2 separate regions of the Bombyx mori genome follow, and region 2 is linked to region 1. A link is a contact called in public Hi-C data. All regions are on one chromosome and are shown on one strand. The core of a region is the stretch at or near the end of the contact, and the rest is flanking DNA. Distances in the headings are between cores, read along the strand shown. Region 1 overlaps LOC101735549. Region 2 overlaps LOC101735549.

Region 1 (4,407 bases), core at 1,005-3,504:
TAGCTGGAAATAGTATAGTCAAATAAATTGTATTTTTAATATAAAATTTCTTCTTCTATGATTCTATTATCTGCTACCGAAATCATATAATACAAAAGGATTTTATATAGTTTTTACAATTGCCTGTCATTTTGGTTCATTTGGTTCATTTTAATTTCATTACAATATATTTAGTTCGAACTGCGGGTGCACTATATGAAATATTTTAATGAAACAACTTGCACCAACTGTGAAATGCATAAGCTAATTTTGTAATCAGTGTGAGCGCGCCCACGACAAGTCAAGTATCATCGGCTCTGATAAATGCAATCCAAATAATTATTTAGACGTTTGCCAGTAAATATTATGTTGTACGGCATCAACAATACCTTCATATCGTATTTGTGAATTATGTATCTGATGATTGAAATATCTTTCAAGCTCACCCACACATATAAGTCAATTAAGTTCGGTTAGTTTCTTGTATTCGACTATGAGTTCTTTTGTCGTAATGTTTCTCAATACCGGCGTCCATCGTGAAACATAGGATCGAGGTCCCAATGGGAATTAGACATTTTTTCCTACATGAAATGAGTGTGTCAAGAATATGCCTATAGTAAATATTTTTTTTGCCCTACCTAATCGTTTGTAGCGAGGTTATTACCGCTACGCTCGGACGGGATTATATGTACTAGAGGTCCCGCAGTAGTCGAAATTCGACTAGAATTAATTGGAATTGTAAGTTTGTACACTATTATGATTGTATTTTATACTTCTATAACCACAAATTTCACCAAGACTACACTATAAAAAATATTAACAAAGGCAAACAATATTTAATCTCAAAGGAGATGTATGGAAATGGTAGAGGGGGAAGAGGTCGACCGAAGAAGACATGGATGGAGTGTGTGAATGACGATATGAGAGAGAGAAGAGTGAGTGTTGAGATGACGGCTGATAGAAGAGAATGGAAGAGAAAAATTGGCTGTGCCGACCCCACCTAGTGCGATAAGGTGGAGAAAAAGAAGAACTTGACAACAGACGTTAAGAATAAAGTTTGACAATAAATAGTATGCATGCGTGTGTGCGTCAAATACATGGTATGTAGTGTGTGTAATGTTTTCTTTATTAGTTTAATGTATCTTTTATGCATTATTTAAAAAAAATATTAGCATTTTGCACTTCTTCTCTACATTCTCTATAAGTGTGGAAAATTTCATACTCCTCCGTCCGGTCCGCGCAATTTTCGTAAAAAGTGATACAAAGTTTTTGCTTCACGTATTAATATATAGATAACAGTAATTGCGTTTATTTGCAAAGTTTTATGAATTTCATTTCATTGCACTACGTAATTCGATCACCGTGAAGTTAGTTGGTGAAAAATTGTAGGTAGAAAAATTGGTAAATTCCCCCGAAATGTGTTCCCAAGACACAATCGCATAACTCACAACTCAACCGTGAAAGATAACGTTTTAACATTATTTTTAAAAATATTGGCAGTTTCATTTCATAATAGCTAAAGGCTTGTTGAGAACATTACATCACACAGTGACACCATGTAAAATTACTGTCATATAAGATACTGAAGGATCTTTTGTCTCCGTATAATTGGCTCGGTTCTGATGTCAAATGATCACGTTTCTGTCGCGGTGAATGATAGCCAGTGTTCTCAACGATAGCGATGAAACGTTCAAACATGACTTTGAAGTTTCAGATAACGTACATACAGGTCGATATGAATTATACCGAATCTCTTGTCCCAGATAACAATTCGATCGACTCAAGATTCATACGTGCGTGTCTATGTTATTCTATCGTTTGAATATATGTTATTCTATCGTTTGAATATTATAATTTGAGTATCATTTCTATCGGTTGGAGCTATTACAATAAATATCTAACGTATCTTCTTTAAAAAACCAGATTTTGCTGTTTCTAAAAGGTGATCATGTGAAACTAGATACGCGCCCGGTTTTTTTTTTGAAAGAGCGTTACCCTCCAGACGTTTCTCAAGGGTAAACGCCTTATAATGGCTGACTACCTGTGTTTTTTATGCCAAGAGGCATTATTCGAGTCAAAGGCCCGTAGCTTTACTTATGTTGTTGCTGCTAAGGGCATTGCACCTTCCCGCTCTCCCTTGCCCTGCAGCCCTATTTTACTCTTTGTAGTCGCAAATTCGAAAATCGAAACTCCTTTTTCCGCTAACGAGCCGTTGTGTTGGTCAGACAGAGATGTTATATCTGTGTGTGCTGCGTTCGGTTTAAGTTATATCCAGCTGTGTGTTAGACGTATAGATCGGTGTGCATATTTATATTGTGGACTTTGAACTCGGTTAATGGTGAAATGCAGAGTCCAATGGATTTATAGTTATCACAGGGATCGATAAGTCTGCGTTTGATTGCTTTTATATCTAAAGCATTCATAACGAGGGCGTTTACACAGCTTTTCGTCATGTACAATTTATCTGTTGTCATGTCAACATATTTTTCATGATGCATCTTGATTTCTATAATGAGAATGTGTTTATTGATTGAATAGTGTTATTTTCTTTATTTAAATACTGTAATATGAAAACAAACGCAAGAATAATAAGATACCGCAAAACATTGCAACGTTTACTCACAGCCGATAGTGTAATAGTAGGTATGGCATTGAATTTCGGTATAGGTACAAGGCACATAGAATTAAAGTTAGGTAATAGGCTTAAGGCTAGGCGGGAAGATCCAACAGTCGGCCTTTTGGGTGCGTCATCGTTACTCCATAATCACTAACTACTATACGGCGGCGTCAAGTGCCGCTTCCATTCGTAGTTTTTCGCGGAAAACGGTTACACCGTCAAACATCGCTCCCCCCGCTCTTCAGACCGCGCGCACGCCGCGTCTCAACGCGTCTATAAAAGCCATCGGCTCCCCCCCACTTTAACTCAGACGCATGGAGTACTCCGTAGAGGTCGTTTGGCACGAGCGAGCGCTTTGCTAGGCACCTGCCGGCCACACTTCTCGATAAAATTCTAGTCACCTATCGCGCAGCTGAACGCTCGCGTAACGCGGTCTTCCCGCGCGTTCCTACGAACAGTGATATGTGCAATAAGCCTATAACAACAAATAATTGTGATAATTAATTTAATTTAGTTCATAGTAACATTTGACCGCGATACGGCTGTGAGTGAATTGAACTGTGTTTTAGAAATGTTGTGACTGTCTGATTGGAACTTCTTGCCCGTGATCCAACCCAGTGTTTTCGATTATTCTTGCGTTAACGGACCTTTTGAAACAATGGTTGGGAACAACGGTACTATGATGGCAATACGCATCGTCCACAGCAAGCTGCGTAAGAGGGAGGAGCACTCTGCTTCCGTACATCCTGCTGAAGTACTCCAAGCTGCGCCTGCGCCGCAACCGGATCCTCTTGCATTTCGCCAGCAGCCCTTGTGGCAGTTTCCGCCGCCGCTGCCTCCGCCTTTCGTCTATCCTCACGATCAGGTTAGTACTCATCTAAACCATAGCAATGCAAAATATTTAATGCCACGAAACTGGTTTGCGCCGTTATACTTGACCTCAAAACCTATTTACACCCACCAATGCTAATGCATTCGCATAACAATTTGAAAACCTCAGAATCCCTCTCTAAATAACAGCATTGAAAGTAACATTGAGAAACGTTACATTATAATAAGAAATCGTGACTAGTTCGACCCTCCCCGCCACGCAAGAGAGAGTTGGTTCACCACGTCGCCACGATATTCCAAAGTGCGAAATAAATTTAAATGTCGGGACATGCTCGCCGAATAGAAAGCTGTACAAGGCGAACATGTTGTAACTTCACGGCCTTCTTTCTTTGTGAATGTCTGTATAACAAAAGATAATTCAAACGCAGACCTCAACACGACAGACTAAAACTATGACCTAAATATCACGCTCTGATGAACGGTTCCCATTTACATACGTTCAAATATATCCATAATTTATCATCGACATCGTTTGAGTCTTCGTTTAACATCTGTGTGTCGTGATGCGAAGACACCAGGAAACAAATAATGCTAATGTGTCTTTGAATAGCGTATTCAAGGTTCACTCATTCTCTTATGGCCTCACTGTTCAGTTCGCAATATTAACTTCCTATTCAAGACAAACGTATTCCATAGCTTTATTGTTTCGTCCTAGATAAAAATAGAAACATTTGTTGAATGTTTTTTTTACGACCAGCAAAAACACTACAAAGTTTTCAGTAAAATGCATTGTATACTTAAATGAGCTTGGAGCACCGCTACGGATACAGTGACTGCATTTGGGACGTTAACGGAACCAACCTCTAAATCGGGCACCGATACTTAGGGTCAATAAACTCTTTCCAGATGTTGCTAAGATGTTGGGAAACTTTACTATTGTAACTAAATAAAACATTTCTTTATTTGCAGGACAACTTAAT
Region 2 (4,407 bases), core at 1,343-3,842, 150 kb before region 1:
TAATAATCAGAAATAAGTCGCACGTGGTCATCTCGATCCAAACTAGGATTATCTGTACTATGGGAATCAGAGACTGTTAAAAATTTAAATAGTTATATGCATATTGCATATCATAAAAATATTAAACAGAAAAAAGAAACATATTTATTACAGCAATGTTTGCCCGATGTGAGCGATTATTTCACTATTAAATTCGGTTGAGTTATAATTTATGAATGATCTTTATCTGATGACTGAAATTTGCCTCCGACACGGCTCGGGGAAGTTTTACACATCTGAGGCTCAAACGCAGACTATTGAGTAATATGGAGTTTTATGGGGTTCAACTCTGACATACCTAAAGAACGATTTTGTATTGACCAAAAAAAGCCTTAAATATAAAAAAAAAAAAACACAAAAATCAGATTCTTTGAAACTCGACATGAACGCAGTCATTACTTGCTACCCAAATGTGAACAAACATTTTCAAGTAAATTGTTTCTAAACTATAATAAACTAAAAGTACATTTTTTGTACAATTAGATGGGAAATTAATAATCTGTAAATAATAGCAGCGGCGACCGTGTCGATGTCGGACAGAAATGTTATGCACGGTTTGTTTTGACCTTCTGGTCTCTGTGATGCTGTGCCTTATGTCATTCTTGGCCTACCGTAAAAAAACCTTATTATATCTATTTACAAAACATTTATTAAACTACCGATGACAAAAAAAGATACCTCAGTAAGTTTATCTGTCCAGTTATGGTCAAAAAGGTTTATTAACATTATTTATTGTAGCCTGGTTTTAGGATTTTTTCTTCTTTTATTAGGACGGCAATTACTTTATTACGATGCCACTGCTACCAGTGTCGAGTTTGTAAAAGTCTTCAATTATTGAATGCGTACTTATTCTGTAATTTAAAAAAAATATATATTATTATGATGTCGAGCGAAATGAGATGAAGTTGACTTGTTAGAGACTAGAATCAATTGGGATGAAACTAAATGAAACAAGATGAGATGAGATGAGATAAAGGCTCAGTTAAATAATGGTTTTTTAAAGAGACTTCAGTGGACTTTTTGGAAGGTTCCGATTCATTTTCCCACTCTTGTCAACTTTTATAAAAACTAAACGGTTAACAAGCATTTGAGTCGTCTATTATCAAAGGTGGCAATCTGTGCATTTGGACAAAAAAATGTTATTGATATTTCAATACAGATTGATTTGAATATAATCGTCTCCTTCAAAAAATACGGTTCAAAACCTGCATTAAATAAAGGTTAATACTTAACCTGCTATTTATCTAAGATGTCGTTCAGAAGAGTTTTGTAACTGCCAATGGAATACAAAGTCAATAATTCGTTTTTCTGATTTACCAATAATTGTCCAAAAGTCACATTGCCGGCTTTGATAATAGTTGACTCATTTATAACAAGCAACATATTTAACGCTTAAGTCTAAAAAAATACCGCTAAATTAATAAAACACACAACTTCGCTCCTCGCATTCCCGCCAATAAGTCATTTGGATTTTAAACGATATTTAAACTGTTTTTTTTGTTTTCAGCAATGTCGGCCGATGGGTCGACGACGGACATCAATGCCCTTCTCAACGACACCGGTGAGTAACTGCTTCTTTTGATTTTAGTAGGTACTTACATTGTTAAAGCTTATTTTAGAAAATGATTTACTGTATCATTTGTTTTAAAATACAATGTAAATTCTCCAGCTTAGTTATTTAAAAAATAATGTAAGCGTCATCTAGCGAATTATATGTAAACCACACTGGAACTATAACAACAAGAAATTGATAGCCTGAAACCAGTCAATAGATGTCACTGTTTGCATGTGCTGCCATCTATTGTCAACGATGTTAAATCTTGACTTGGTTGCCTTATAGCTTAGTTAATGATGTTTTACGCCAACAGATGGCGGTAAATAGTTCTAAGAGTCGACCATAGATGGCACAGTAAAACATTCCATGTTTTTATGGTACAACACAGACAACTGGATCGAGAGTTCTTAACCGTTTCCAAAACGAGCATTATACCAGCGTATTGCGATCACCAAACTGTATTTACTGGTACCTCCTGTAAGTCCGTACGGATAGTACCATTATTCCCTCTATTTTGCTACAAAGCAGTTATGCGTTCGGCTCGAAGGGTGCGACAGCTGCTACACAATGCAATTGATATGTGATTTCAGTTTATGATGTCAAACTTCAAAACTTCATGTTTGATAGCATTGTTCGTTATCGCAAACATACAAATAGAGGCAATTAAAATGAGTTACACAACGACTTTTTAAATGCAATGATTATTAAATCATTACGAAGATACTACGTGTACCTATTGCTTTGTTTGTACGAGAATAATTATACTCGATTAAATTTGCATTAAAATGTAAACGTGTTTTTTTCTGGGTTCCTAATCTCTATTCAGTGGATATCAGTATAATTCAATAAAAAACCCCGAAACCTTTCAAAACCAGTCGGTAATACGAAGCATAGGTTACGAGATTTTCCGTCTACGTCATTCAAAATTATAACGAGATACTCGTAGGTGCAGACGTCACCGTTGCTGTACTTGGGCAGCGGCAGCCAGATCCAATTAGCGTCTTGTGTGTAGTAAACCGAATTCATAGTTCGACGTATCATAAAGGACCAGTTAAATTGAGAACCATGAGAAATATTTTTAATTAATAGTTTTTTACAGCAGTGATGCTTAGGTCGATCGATGGTAACTTTTTATTGCTTAGATGGGTCGACGAGCTCATAGCCCACCTGGTGCTAAGTGGTTACTGGAGCCCATAAACATCTACAACGTAAATGCGCCACCCACCTTGAGATATACGTTCTAAGGTCTCAGTATATTTACAACGGCTACCCCACCCTTCAAACCGAAACGCATTACTGCTTCACGACAGAAATAGGCAGGGTGGTAGTATCTACCCGTGCGGACTTAAAAGAGGTCCTACCACTACATACAGTAAAACATGTCAATGTTTTTTTGGAACGAAGTTCCTTACGGCAGGCTTGGAGGGGATAGGGATTTTGCTGCGCGACCGAACTGAAAAAAATGTGATAGTAAAACCGTAAGAAAAAATCCGTGGAAAAAAGTGGGTGGAATAAAACCGTTAAAAAATCCGTGGAAAAAAGTGCGTGGAATAAAACCGTTAAATGAGACGTGCGCAGGCGCGACAGTCGTATACACAAGCGAGTAGTGTATAATACCTTTCTCTTTCTCCCTCTTTCTTTTCGTTCTCTCATCCCTTCTCTCTCTATTTTGTAATTATTTCTATTTCTATGTAATTTTATGTTGTCAAATAAAAATAAAGAGACATATTTTGTTATTTTAATTGATAATTTGAATTACGATTTCTGTCCCATGACACCACATAATTAGTTTTTTTTATTTGTCCATACCCCTAATACGTAGGTAATTTTATGTTTTTAAATTATCATGTGTTGTACTGAATACTCTAATCGTCAAAGACAACAAGGATTCAGAGAATTGATGTCGTAATCTACCTAGGCGCACGGATGCCATTCAAATCGAAATGTATTACTGCTTCACGGCAGAAATAGGCAGGGCGGTTGTACCTACTCGTATGCGTTCACAAGCTGTCTTACCAGTAGGTATATGAAGTAAAGCTATCACATCCTACTGTATTCACGGAATACAGTTAAGGCTTGAGCAATCTTTAAGCACAGCAAAATTGTAACAGTGAAGATATAATATTTTGTTAGCTCCGCGCGTCGCTGCCATTTCAACTCTCCCTTTATCGTTCGATGTAATGTAACACGTATCCGATATTTAAAACCGGTTCAACAGTAAAATATAAATTCTGGTTTCTTTTCTACGTCACTGAGATATGTGTAATAAAAATTTCCCCGAAATCTTTATAGTTTTTATTTATGCAAAAAACTGATGAGGAAAAATACCTAGCATTAAATTAATTAGCTACCTTGTGAGAACTTTTAAATATACGACAAATAACGTATGTAGGTATTTCAATTATATTAATTTTTTTGTTTAATATTGTTCGTAAATAGTTAATGTAATTTATGTAATGTAGTAATTGTGATGTAATATAATGTAATAAAACAGTTTTCGTTCAATGTAACTTTGCAAGAAAATTTCACACCCTCCTAACTAATGTTTAGTAATTAAAAATTTTCTCATTTTTTTTAAAGAGGAATTAATATTTTTACTGGAGCAAGAGCAGTCGAAAAAATATCAAACTAATCAAAACTGAAATGCAATTCCGCAGATTTCGCTTATATAGTAATAGAACATTATAAATTGAATACATTGTTAATGAGTGTTGTCTTGTTCGCGGTAATTTTCGTAACTCGATAGTGGCGCCATCTACGGTCCACGTCACATCGTATTGAATTACACGTAACCTGTTTGGCGCGTGGAGTTA

What was found. A called contact is a pair of places that touch in the nucleus more often than the background predicts.
Region 2: a contact with region 1 is called in a Hi-C map of posterior silk gland, with 4 times the contacts expected there. The contact joins two enhancer-like sites. A contact is called at or near these places in 3 of 7 Hi-C or Micro-C datasets (middle silk gland, midgut and posterior silk gland).

What each region holds. Positions count from the first base shown.
Region 1 is chr9:4,568,723-4,573,129 of ASM3026992v2, reverse strand. It overlaps LOC101735549, which reads left to right. Exons shown (of 6, transcript XM_004925600.3): 5 at 3,302-3,461; 6 at 4,397-4,407. Among protein-coding and RNA genes, the nearest start is that of LOC134199341, 10 kb to the left of the region's middle. Within about 2 kb of position 2,254, at least 8 of the 8 cell types and tissues checked have open chromatin away from gene starts, as enhancers often do.
Region 2 is chr9:4,714,441-4,718,847 of ASM3026992v2, reverse strand. LOC101735549 reads left to right here. Exons shown (of 6, transcript XM_004925600.3): 2 at 1,547-1,600. LOC119628868 (a long non-coding RNA gene) reads right to left here. Exons shown (of 4, transcript XR_005244991.2): 2 at 718-890. Among protein-coding and RNA genes, the nearest start is that of LOC119628868, 3.2 kb to the right of the region's middle. Within about 2 kb of position 2,592, at least 8 of the 8 cell types and tissues checked have open chromatin away from gene starts, as enhancers often do.